Regions from separate parts of the Hordeum vulgare genome. Here regions 1 and 2 are each linked to region 3. Evidence: chromatin contacts called from public Hi-C data. All regions are on one chromosome and are shown on one strand. Each heading gives the region's core, a stretch centred on a gene start, on an enhancer-like site or on the middle of the called end of the contact. The rest is flanking DNA. Distances are from core to core; before and after follow the strand shown.

Region 1 (3,693 bases), core at 615-3,114, 860 kb before region 3:
CGACAGTTTCTTCATCGAAAAAAGCAATATCCTGGCACAATATACAATGGAGTTAAGAACATTTGCAGCAATTCCAACCAAAGGTATCATTTGCACTAGTTCTTCAGGCAACCCAAATATTGTTCCCTTCTGTTTTTACCTGAGAAAGGATGGAATCAAATAGCATTTCTCTCATTCGTTTAACCTAAGAAAAATAGTTGAGATAATGATTGTAAGAGCCTGATCAAACCAAAAGGCAACCTGGAAGGAATAGACTTGTTAAATTACATAAAATCTAACATGGTTTTACCAATATCATGTTGGCAATACCAAAACAGCAGCTTCGCACGCCACTGCAAAAGGGGGAGACGAGCTAAATAAGCAACCGAAATATAACTAACAAAACTATGCTGAAGGCAAACCATTTTAGTTCTGTGCATATTATCTCACAAAACTCCTTGTTTTCATGTTTGCAAACTTGCCTGTGCATGTGCAATTGGCTATAATGTACATTGCAGAAATTTAAGTTTTTGTTTCACAGCGATAGTACCGATACAATGTCGAAATTTAAGTTTGCATTTCACAGAGATCCTACTAATACTACCGTTGATCCAACTGGAAACATCTCAGCTTTCAAGCTCATCACAGTTAGAAACATTTCCTCAATCCTAGATTGTCCATTACCGGCACATTTCGAGTTTCTTTCGCATCATCAGCTATTTCACGGTGATCCTACTAATGTGAAGTGTGGGCACACGTCCAAGAGGTCTATTTCACCCCAGATGCGATGATAACAGATAGTCGCATGGGCATGGTTTGTATAGTGATAGAAGAGTTTGAAGGAAGAAATGAACTGACCTGAACACTCCGGAAATCAAACAGAGAACAACCAGGAGCTTGGCGTTCCGGTAGAAGACGGCGCCTCCATTCTGCGCGGAGAAGATGGAGGCCGCGAGCAGATGGGGGATAGCGATCTCCGAGAGCTGCAACCACAACCACGACCACACAGCAGTCAGCGCCACACCAACCAACGAAAGCTTATCCGAACCGCGCGTGCGGAGGCAATCCGCATTACCGCGGCGCAGACGAGGGAGGCGAAGCCGGCGAAGATGACCCAGCGGTCGGCGGCGACGAGGGCCCACATCCGCCGGAGCGCGGAGGCGGCCGTGGCCCCGCTGGCCTCGGCGCGGCCGGCCCCGCCGGCCTCGTCGTCCTCGAGGCGCCACCAGCTGCCCCCCGGGAGCACGTTCCGGAGCCGGCCGATGAACTCGCCGGCGTCGAGGCGGCGCCTCCCGAGCCCGCCGAACTCGCCGTTGACGGTCGCCGCCGCCCGGATCCTCGCCGCCCGCAGCCGGAGCCTGGGCGGGGCCCGCGCGCGTGGCCGCCAGGGCGCCAGGCCCAGCGACAGCCCCGCGGGCGCCGCGAGGAGCAGCGCGGCCGGAGCCGGCGGCATTTCTCCCTCCCTCCCCCCCTCGCACGCGCGCGCGCGATCCGATTCGGAGCCCGGCCCCGCGCGGTGATACGAACAGGACGAGCGTGGCCTCGCCGGAGCTGCGGGACGGGCGGGTGCGGGTGGTGTTGGGGCTTCCGTGCGCGGCGCAGCGTCTACCACCGGTCCACCGCCCGCTCGCCGGCTATTCTGCGTTTCTTTCTCTTTTTAAAAATCCCTTTTTTATCTCCCCCGTTTCTTCCTGCCCCTTTCGTTTTTTGCGTTGGCCGGGGAAGTGATCCGTGTTGCTGCGGTGTGGCCGTGGAAATTCCCGACTTGTTTTTTTTCCCAAAGCTTCCGGCCGACTTCTCATCAGAATTTCTGGTGGAGAGCAATCGGGTTTGGATTGGGAAAACAGCAGCTGTTGACTTGTTTCTCTTCCTTCCGGCCCGGCCGTGGAGTCTCAGAAACTCGTGCGCTATGCACTCAAATCTATGCGCAGTGCAAGCAACCGGAAGTGGAACTATCCCACCTACGCGGAAACGTATGGGCTTCTTTTTGTTCTTGGATGGATGAGCGCAGTGAGGCACCAGGTACGTACGCGATAAGGTTACATCTGGCCTGGGTATGGTTGGGCGATAAGCTACCTACAGGAGCTACGTCTCGCTTACTGCAAAATGCATCACAAGTTGGCCTTTTGCGCGACCACAGCGAGCCAGCCTCTGCATGGTTTCTTCTTCTTTCTTCTCTGTGTTCTTATATTTTGGCGTTCGCCATCTGCATGTTTTTTTTCATGGTTTTATTTACTCTAGATCTTTATCCTTTTTCTTTCTTTGTTTTTACTGATTTTCTTTCATTTTCCTTCTCCGTTATCCTTTGAAACTCAAGCCTATTTTTTCATGCACGCTGTACATTTTGCGTGTACATAAGGGACAGTTCTGTACGCGTTTAACCATATTTAGATACATGATTTCTTCAGATATAAGTTATGATGTACTCCCTCCGTTCCTAAATATAAGTCTTTTAAGCGATTTCACTAAATGTTTACATACGAAGCAAAATGATTGAATGTATACTCTAAAGTATGTCTATATACATCCGTATGTAGTTCAGTAGTAAAATCTCTACAAAGACTTATATTTAGGAACGGAGGGAGTATATCTTTTATACACATTGTGCTTTTTTAACATCTAAATCATTTTTATACATGTTTAACATTGTTCAAATATATGTTTTTTTTTCTCAATATATGTTAAACATTTTTCATATACACGTTGAAATATTTTTTCGAATGGTAGAGAACATGTTTCTTTAGTGATACAGAACATTTTTCTGAAACTATGTGAACATCCTTTGAACATTATATAAATATTTTCTAAAATTCATGAATATATTTTTGAAATTAATTAATCATTTTAATTTTTTTGTCATTTTTGTAACTCTTATAGGAACTTTCATATGTTTACATTGTATACGTTTTTCCAAAATATCATGTATGTTTGATGAAACTCGTGAACATTTTTGAAATGTCATGAACGTCTTATTTTGCATGATAATGATATTGTTTAAAATCATATTAACACAAACGTCATATTGTATTGAAAATTTTCAAAATCACACTAATTTTTCAAATTTAAGTACATTACCTTTTTTATAATAATTTGGAAAATATAAAGAGAAAAAAGAACGAACAAAAACTGATGTTCCTGCATGGTTATAGGCTGGCCCATTAGGACGTCCTTCAGGGCAGAGAGACAGAACAAGACAAGGCCTAGATAAGGGAAAATCCTATCTGCCGCATTCTACGGCAGATTGTCGACCTTTTCGCACACGAGGTTGCGAGCGAGCGACGGGGTTTGGGCCGACCCGTTAACACTTTCATGGATCCTGGTTTTGGAACCTTCTAGAGTTTTTCAGACGGTTTTTTCTTGTTTTGGGAACTTTCTAGAAGAATCCCTGAACCGGGTTTTTTTCCTGTTTTTTTCTGTTTCTGTTTCAAAAATGTTCCGAAATTTGAAAAAATGTTACGAAATTTGAAAACATGTTCCTGAATTTGAGAAAATGTTCTGGAATTTAATAAAATGTTCCCGAATTAGAGAAAATGTTCCGGAATTTGAAAAAATGTATCCGAATTTGAGAAAATGTTCCGGAATTTGAAAAATGTTCCCGAATTTGAGAAAATGTTCCGGAATTTGAAAAATGTTCCCGAATTAGAGAAAATGTTCCTGAATTTGAAAAAATGTATCCGAATTTGAGAAAATGTTCTGGAATTTGAAAAACTGTTA
Region 2 (4,156 bases), core at 1,099-3,598, 820 kb before region 3:
AACCTATTTCCTCTTAATCGTCGTTTGATAACCGAAGTGGGAAAGAATGGTGGTGGCATATGGGATACCGACATACCACGAATATGCACGTATCTGTACCGGCTCCGTCCACAAAGATAAACATGTAAAGTGGCTTAGGAATTCGAAGTAAGATTGTGTTTAGCCACCACCTTAGATGCATGCTAGTGGGGATTCCAGGCACCTAGGAACACTTTAAGTCATTTGTCTTAAGTCCATTTACATTACTCGTTATCTATTTCAGTTGATTTATTTACCTTTACACTTGCAACTTTATTATTATTCTTACTACCGTTTTGGATCACTTATAATTTCTAGGCACATTATTTGTACCTTGCAAAGGACCAAAGATTGATTCATGTGCTCTATGTCGGATCGATACTCTTAATTCAAAACGGTTACAACTTAACCCTCTGCACTTGCAGGCCATCATTCGGTTGTACCGGTTTATGTAAATAAACCAGAACAATTGCATACCCGGTGTCCGATACCGCACCCAAGACTAGAGTGGAACTACCCTACTCGTTGTGGTTGGGCGGTACATGTGTCCGTACAACCGCGGGTATTTAGTCTCAGATGGCCACTAAGTGTGGAGCGGTACAACCGCTCCTGACCCTGATACTATTGCAGCGTCAAGTCAGCACTAGAACAAACGATGAACACCGCCCTGTATGACCCACATAACCGAAAGATTTACCCTTTTATTGATGCAAGGGGTGGTACATGGGCTGGAACAACCGCCTAGTAATGCTGGGGAAGTGATGAGTCCCAAGCGGTAGAATCACTATGAGCAGTGGTAGAACCGCTCAGCCACCACCTTAGTACCGCCTAACTCGAGGGAATCACACCTCGGGCAGTAGTTGTCCGGAAGAACCGGACATGCGGTACAACCGCCCACTCTAGCCGTACGATCGCTCGGAGCAGAATTTCTGCAGTAGGTTGAATGTGAGTCTCTCTCCTCAAACAAAAGGCAATATGATGGTACAATATGTTGCTATGTACGTGTTTAATTCACCTGTACCTTCTTATATAACCCTTTTAAATAGTATTGATTTTCTACGACCAAAAAGTTAAAATGCGTCAAAAATGCCATCTTCGCTCTTTTCAATAGCTTAGACATAAAGCTAGTCGCAAATTGCATTATGATCAACACTAAAATACCTAAGGCAGAAATTGCGCTATAGAAGACTGTGCGAACTAAATATTTAATATAGTCTATGTATGTATATAAAGACCAAATAGAAACGGTAAAATAAGTTCTTTTATGAAAACTAATAGCAAAAAAAAAATGTCTGTCTTCTCCTGTGTTGACCATAATTTGTCTTTTTTTGTGCGTTTTTTATTAACCCTACTTGCTTCGTACATAGCAAAAAAAAAAACCACTCCTGCTTATATCCGGTCGCGTCCGATAGAAATGCATGTTTTGGATGTCGTTTCCCCCTTATTCAACTTGTGGCCATTTTTTTAACAGAGTAGAGATACAATCGTTCGTATACACGTGCATACACTGACCTCTATAAACGCATATACGTACACCCTATTCCTATAAGCACCTACGAAAGACTAAACCGACATATCATTTTGAGATTTACGAAGTAACCGTAGACGCCTCGTCGTCGAAGGAAACATCTCCTTCCACTAAAAATGTATCATCGAAAATCCTGAAATAAATTCAGAAATAATGCAAACACGAAGACTTGACTCCTGATGGGTCGAACATATCCAGCTTTACTTACGTACGTAATTCATGCCACACAATCCCACACCTCACTATTTATTTACAAAGGGGCTTGTTAATTGTCTGCTCGCTAGCGTGTGGGCCTACTAATTCAAAGGCAAACCCCCATGTAACATAAGCAAAAGCTATTCGACCTCCTTTTATTAATTGGTATAGATAGATAGATAGATAGAGATGTAGAGATAAATAGATAAAGATAGGGATAGATATAGATATAGGTATGATTTGGAAAAAAAAAGATATAGATATAGCAGAAGCGACGCAAAAATCCTCTTTTTTTTAACTCAACGCCAAAATCCTTGTAGAGATAGATATAGATATATAAGTATGATTCAGAAAAGATATAGATATAGTGCGACCCAAAAATCTTTTTCGTGAGAGCCTACATGAATCTCCCGCAATCAACCAAACACACGGCATTACAATCGTGTATGTAAAAGGGAAGGGCAGAATACGATGGGAGGTGGAGACATGTACACATGTTGCTCGCACACAAATACACCCAAAGTCCAGGGTCAACAAGTCTGCCACATTTGGCTGCTTGTCACTTGGTTTCCCTCCCATCCCCCCCTCGTGCTTTAAAACGGCCAAACCCCGTTCCGCCGTAGCGCACACAAACACAACCTCCTTCCCCTCTCTCCACGTAGGCCAAGGGACGAAGCGAAGGGAACGGGCGACGTCGATGGCGGCAGCGAACGGCGGCCAGGGGTTTGAGGTGCCGGAACTGGACATCAAGTTCACCAAGCTCTTCATCAATGGCCAGTTCGTCGACGCAGCTTCAGGTACGCAGAGCTTCCTCTCCTTTTTTTCCCGCGGCGGTCGCGTAGGTGTGGACGAGTCCAGCAGCGCCGCGGCTGCCTCCGCCGGTCGTTGTCTTGGGGTAGAAAAGCGAAAAAATTCTTTCAGCGGCGCTCCGATTACCTCGCCGTCTTACCGGTCCCTCCGATCTGGAGCCCCAACTCCCCTGCATACCAGGGAATAGAGAGAGAGGGAGCGAGGGAGGCGGCAGCTCCGGAGCAGGGGAGGCCACCCGAGTAGAGGAGCGTGTGCGCGCCTGCACCATGGAGGACGGTCGGCGCTAGGGAGTGCATGCGAGCGCGTCCCGCTGCTCGTGGGAGGCGCGAGGCGCCGCCGCTGCTGAGTGCTACCTGCGTGAGACACTGAGGGATGAGAGCGAGGCCGCAGCAGCAGATGGCGATGGCGATGGCGGGATGGTGGTAGACGTGGAGCAGGGCGAGCGGGCGGCAAGCGGGGAGGATGGGCAGCGTGTGGCGGAGGCAGCTCGTAGCAGCGTGGATCTTGGATAGGCAAAACACGTGCGCCCAGCGGAGAGGACCCGACGCGGCAGCGCGAAGACGGCGGAGACCGAGAGCAGAGGGTGCCCGGAGGAGAAGCACCGGCGGCGAGGCCAGGCAGGCCAAGGGGCGGGGACATGACCAACTGCTGACAGTATGATCAACAAAGATTACGACAAATGGATGGATACCAGATTAATCTTGGGATAATCGACAGTGTCCAATCCGACGAGTATCTTTCGTCATGCGCACGCCGGCCCCATCGATGTGGCGAATATCTCTCGTCCGCCGGTCCTAGCTCGTCTTTGTTGCTTGCGCTGTCCTCGAGGTTTTCTTTTGTTGCTTGCGATGTCCTCGAGTCGATCGCTAACAGTTTTGTAACCTTGTTGCTGCTCTGATGGAAATTCTTGATGGTTACACGTACGGGCGTAACTCGAGCCATGTCACCACTTCTTTTTTATAGTGGGAATAAGACTAACTTCACCATCATATCATGGTAAGACCACTAACAAAAATTACGATGCCTCGCGCCCGAAGCATATCCGTGTGGGGCTCGCACACTTTGTCTCTCTCCTCCCACTGCTGGCTATAAGTCATCTTATAGCCTATCTTATAGCTAGCTTGTACAGTAGTTAGTTATAAAAGAGTACTACTTTTATCATATATGGTCTACATTTCATTCTTACAAAGTACCTAAAAGCATGTGCTAAAGCTAGCTCTTCACGAAGAGCCTGTTTTTCTTCTCTCTCATCTTCTCTCTCATTTAAAAAATATAGTATTTTAATCCTTACAGCCTGCCGATTGTACCTTATTGTACTTGCTCGTACATGAAAGCACTGCATTAGGATCACATAATACATGCTGCCCCAAGGTATCTGCATTAAGATTGCCTTACTTTTCTTGACTGTATTTCATTTCATTAGCTGAACCCGTACGCTTATGCATGCAAACAGGCAAGACGTTCGAGACCCGGGACCCACGCACCGGCGAGGTGATCGCCAGGATCGCCGAGGGAGACAAGGCCGACATCGACCTCGCCGTGAAGGCCGCCCGCGACGCCTTCGACAACGGCCCCTGGCCCAGAATGCCCGGCTGCGTACGTGAT
Region 3 (3,945 bases), core at 1,033-3,532:
TTAGGAACTCGGTTCTACTCCCTCCGTTTCAAAATAGGGGAACGCTATGCATCCGCCGGGTGATTTCTAAAAATTATCCGTCACCTAGCTAACCGTCGGATGCCGATCTAACGCCCTGCATCCCCGCCGCATGGTTCTGAAACGACGTTCGAGTTGCGGAAACTTTCGCTTTGTTGCAAGAAATAAACTTTGGATCTGTTAATTCCCGAAACAACGGTCGAGTTTCAGAAACAATTTGCTTGTTGCAGGATTTTTTTCTTCGTTTTTGCGGGAGAATTTTTTGCAACAAAGATCATGTTTCAGGAATTTTTGCAACAAAGGTCAAGTTGCAGAACCACTACTAGCGAGCAGGGAAACTCTTGGCGGCGGGGCGGGGGCGGCCGGCGGGGCGGGGCGGCCGGCGAGCTCTACGCGGCGGGGCGGCCGGCGAGCTCTAGGCGGCGAGGCGGCCGGCGGCGGGGCGGCCGGCGAGCTCTTCCCGTGGAAGCCGTCGTCGCCATGCCTGGATTCCTCGTTCTGCAACTACTCCTAAGTTGCAGGAACAACATCCTGAAACAATAGAGTTGTTTCAGGAAACGGCTCGTCCCGCTCGGCCACGTGGCGAACAAAGGAGACGGTGGACGCGAAAAGCAAAATCCGTCGGTTGAAAGGTAACATTTCCCTTCAAAATAAGTGATTTAACTTTATACTAAAGTTATTTATTTATTTTGAAACAGCGAGTAGCAAATAACCAATATATCGGGCTAATTTAGTTGTCCATTGTAAGGACATAGTACTATTTGGCCCTTTCTTTAGTTAACATATACTGCTCCCTATGTTCCTAAATACTTGTTGTTGAGAAAAACTAGATTATTTATCTCCAACAATAAATATTATGGTATAGAGGAAGTACTATACATCCAAAATTATTTATATGAAAGCAAAACATAAAAATGAAAATAAATTATTAAAACTAGTCAAAACAACCACGAGTTAAATGATCATCGTTTTTACAATGTTCATCGATTTGCCATCAATTTTAAAGAACGGTTCACAAATTTGAAAAAAGTTTATCAATTTTGAAAATCATTTACCAATTTTTGAAAAGAGATCATCGAATAAAAAGTTTATCTATTTTGAAAAAGTTCACCAATTTTGAAAAAAAATTCGTCAAATTTGAAAAGAGTTCACCAATTCTGAAAATTAGTTCATGAATTTTGCAAAAAGTTCATTCCAGTTGAAAAAAGTTCACAAATTCCTGGCGCTATTTGTCGTCTTTCTTGCGGTAGTATTAGTTGAAGACGAGGTACGGACTGAGATGGATCTAGTCGTCGTCGGAGTTGCCCTCACCGTCATAGTCCTCCTTCTACTCCTTTGGGAGCAGTCCGGCCATTTCACGGGTTGTCCGATTCTGCTCTTGGATGAGGACGCGTGTGTCCCTCAGTTGCCGCTTCTTCACAATGCAGGCGCGGAATGACGACCCTTATCCTGTTCTTCCCGCGACGGGCACACGGGCCCGGTGGGACTCATACTCCGCGTGAACGGTGATGGGGAAGAAAAGTTTTGAAGCCTGTCAGGACTAGATGATCCAGTCCCAAAGAATTCGAGCATCCGTTGAACCGACGCTATGGGGTCGTGCGGGATATCCCGTCATTAGTCGGGCGCTGTCCTCTCGGAAGGGGCAGAGTGCAATGTAGACGCCCATTGCATTCTCCAACCCGCATGGGATGACACCCCGGTCGACGAATCCGGACTGGTCGGGGTCAGATCCGATGTTCGCCATGCCGTAGAAGGCCGAAGATCGTCGAAGGTGAGCTTGGATGATGGATGAGTGAAGTGAAGTGGTTAGTGTTTGGTCGGATGAGCGGATGAAGAATGGAGGAAAGTGACGAGGGTTTTATCTCACGAGTAAATGGGGAGGAATATATGTGGGCCTACAAGGCGTACCCCATTTCCGTTTCATATTTTTACACTATATGAAAGGCACCGGTCAGTCGGACGTTTGAGGTGTCCGTTTGGAACGACTTTTTTTTACGGGGTTTGAGCCGTCCGGGCGAGATGGGTTTGGGAGGCCCCTCAAAGTGCCAACTGCCAAAACAAAAGGAAAGAAGGCAGACAGCTGAGCCATGTTTGCCACGTGGTGGACGGCCGAGCCGAAACCGAACCCCAGCAGTCGCGGAGAAGAAACCACCAGCAAAAGCAGGCGTGCGACCGCGACGACGCAACAGCACCACTGCAGCAGCAGGCAGCAACCCGAGAAAAGAAAGTAAAAGGAAATGGTCCGACTCCACAGAGACCGGCCACGAGGGAGGGCAGCGGCAGCGGCACGAGCCACGCACCAAAAATAAGAAGGGGAAGGCGAGGCCGAGGCCCGAAAATTATTTCGGGGGCCGCCGGGGCGGAAGCACGAATCCCCCCGAATCCCTCCCCTCCCCGATCCCAATCCCGACCCCGACCCCGACCCCGTCGCCCGCCAGATCTCGCCCCTCGGGCCCGATCGCCATCGGCGGCGGCGGAGGCTGCTGCACCGGCCGGCCGCGGGCGGTTCCGGGAGATCTGGCCGAGATTCGGCTCGGGCTGCCGGGTTGGCGGGAGGAGCCGGGTGCCCATGGCGTCGGCGTCGGCCTCCACCGACGTCGCGTCCTCGCGCGAGGCGAGCCGCCAGGCCGGGAAGAAAGCGGTAGGTTCTTTGTTGTCGCCTGTTGCTTACGTTCCCGTCGGCCACGGGCAATTGCTTGACAATCAACACCATTTCGGCCCCCGCCGCGCCCGACGGAACAGGAGAAATTGGATGTGCTGCATTGCTTAGCAAGCTAGCATCACGATTCTAGTTCAAACAATCGTTTCAGCTCATCGCAGAGAAGCCAAATGGCACCAGATTCGGCTCCCACCATGCCGCCCTCATGCTGAAAGCCTGAAACCATGTATATTTAGCTATTTAGATTTAGAATTCTGCACGCCACCGATTTACCTTGAATGCCAATTCGGCACGGTTTTGAGTAGAGCTTGGCTCCAGAATGACACTGTCCTGTTTTCTGAACCAGCTGGAGGAGTTCCGTAAGAAGAAGAAGAAGGCTGCGAAGAAGGCCGCCACCACCGCTGTAGTAGACCAGGCAGCGCCTGTGGTTCCCAGCGTAGTGGAGACCCCCCTGCCAAATTCCAATAATGGTAACACCGGAGAGGGTTTGGTGTCTGATTTGGACTCAAGCACAACACCGAGCACATCATCTGCGCCGTCTGCTTCCTATGAGAATGGCCCGACCACTTCTTCCAGAGTCGCGGAATTTCTGTCGAATGGTCCTGTCGTTGCAGATGCATCAGCTAATGTTAGTACTGTTCCCCCCATTCAAGATGTCGTTGATGACGGAGGGAGTAAGTTCTATGGAAACTTGAGCTATTCAGATCTAGTTAATGGGCATCACGATGATTGGAGAGGGGATAGTGCCCGTAAAAGGGTAGATCCCAGTCCTGACAAGGATGTCCCTTTAACATCTAAATTAAGTGCATTTGGAAACACTGACAGTGGTTCCCAGTCTACCGAGGTCTTGTCAAAATGGGGAGGAAATTCTTCGTCGAGTCAAGTACATGGTATCGAACAATCCAGTTCATTTTCATCCGGCAACCTTTTTGGGAAGTCTGAAAGCACTTTCTCTCAGGATTACTCCCCAGAAAATGATATCTTCGGCCGCTTACAAGGTAAGGTTGAAGCTCTATTTTCATATTTGTTGGCTACAATGCCTGATGACTGCCTTGACTATGCAGATCTTTTAATCTTTGTTTCTCCCTTTCTGCAGCTACCTCCAAAGACTCTTCCCAAGCAGGGCACTCTGCATATACCAGCAACCGGGACTATGGCAGTATCTTTAGTAGTTCTAAGGTCGCTGATGGTTTAGATCATGATGCAGATATTGGAATGCTTCGGAATGCATCAGATTCCATATCTGCTAATTTTGATAAACAGGATCC

Evidence for each region. Hi-C and Micro-C count contacts between places; a contact is called where the count stands out from the background.
Region 1: a contact with region 3 is called in a Hi-C map of leaf, with 3 times the contacts expected there. The contact joins the promoter of LOC123445168 here to the promoter of LOC123445173 in region 3. A contact is called at or near these places in 2 of 6 Hi-C or Micro-C datasets (leaf and seedling).
Region 2: a contact with region 3 is called in a Hi-C map of seedling, with 3 times the contacts expected there. The contact joins the promoter of LOC123445171 here to the promoter of LOC123445173 in region 3. A contact is called at or near these places in 2 of 6 Hi-C or Micro-C datasets (leaf and seedling) and 1 of 1 datasets of contacts at active chromatin or transcription factors (embryo).

What each region holds. Positions count from the first base shown.
Region 1 is chr3H:568,411,581-568,415,273 of MorexV3_pseudomolecules_assembly, forward strand. It overlaps LOC123445168 (ABC transporter B family member 26, chloroplastic), which reads right to left and starts at 1,865. Exons shown (of 18, transcript XM_045122117.1): 1 at 1,055-1,865; 2 at 838-962; 3 at 290-332; 4 at 140-184; 5 at 1-31. The coding sequence starts at 1,432.
Region 2 is chr3H:568,456,239-568,460,394 of MorexV3_pseudomolecules_assembly, forward strand. It overlaps LOC123445171 (aldehyde dehydrogenase family 2 member C4-like), which reads left to right and starts at 2,349. Exons shown (of 7, transcript XM_045122119.1): 1 at 2,349-2,538; 2 at 4,005-4,147. The coding sequence starts at 2,439.
Region 3 is chr3H:569,273,997-569,277,941 of MorexV3_pseudomolecules_assembly, forward strand. LOC123445173 (protein BLISTER) reads left to right here and starts at 2,283. Exons shown (of 13, transcript XM_045122124.1): 1 at 2,283-2,659; 2 at 3,024-3,675; 3 at 3,774-3,945. The coding sequence starts at 2,588.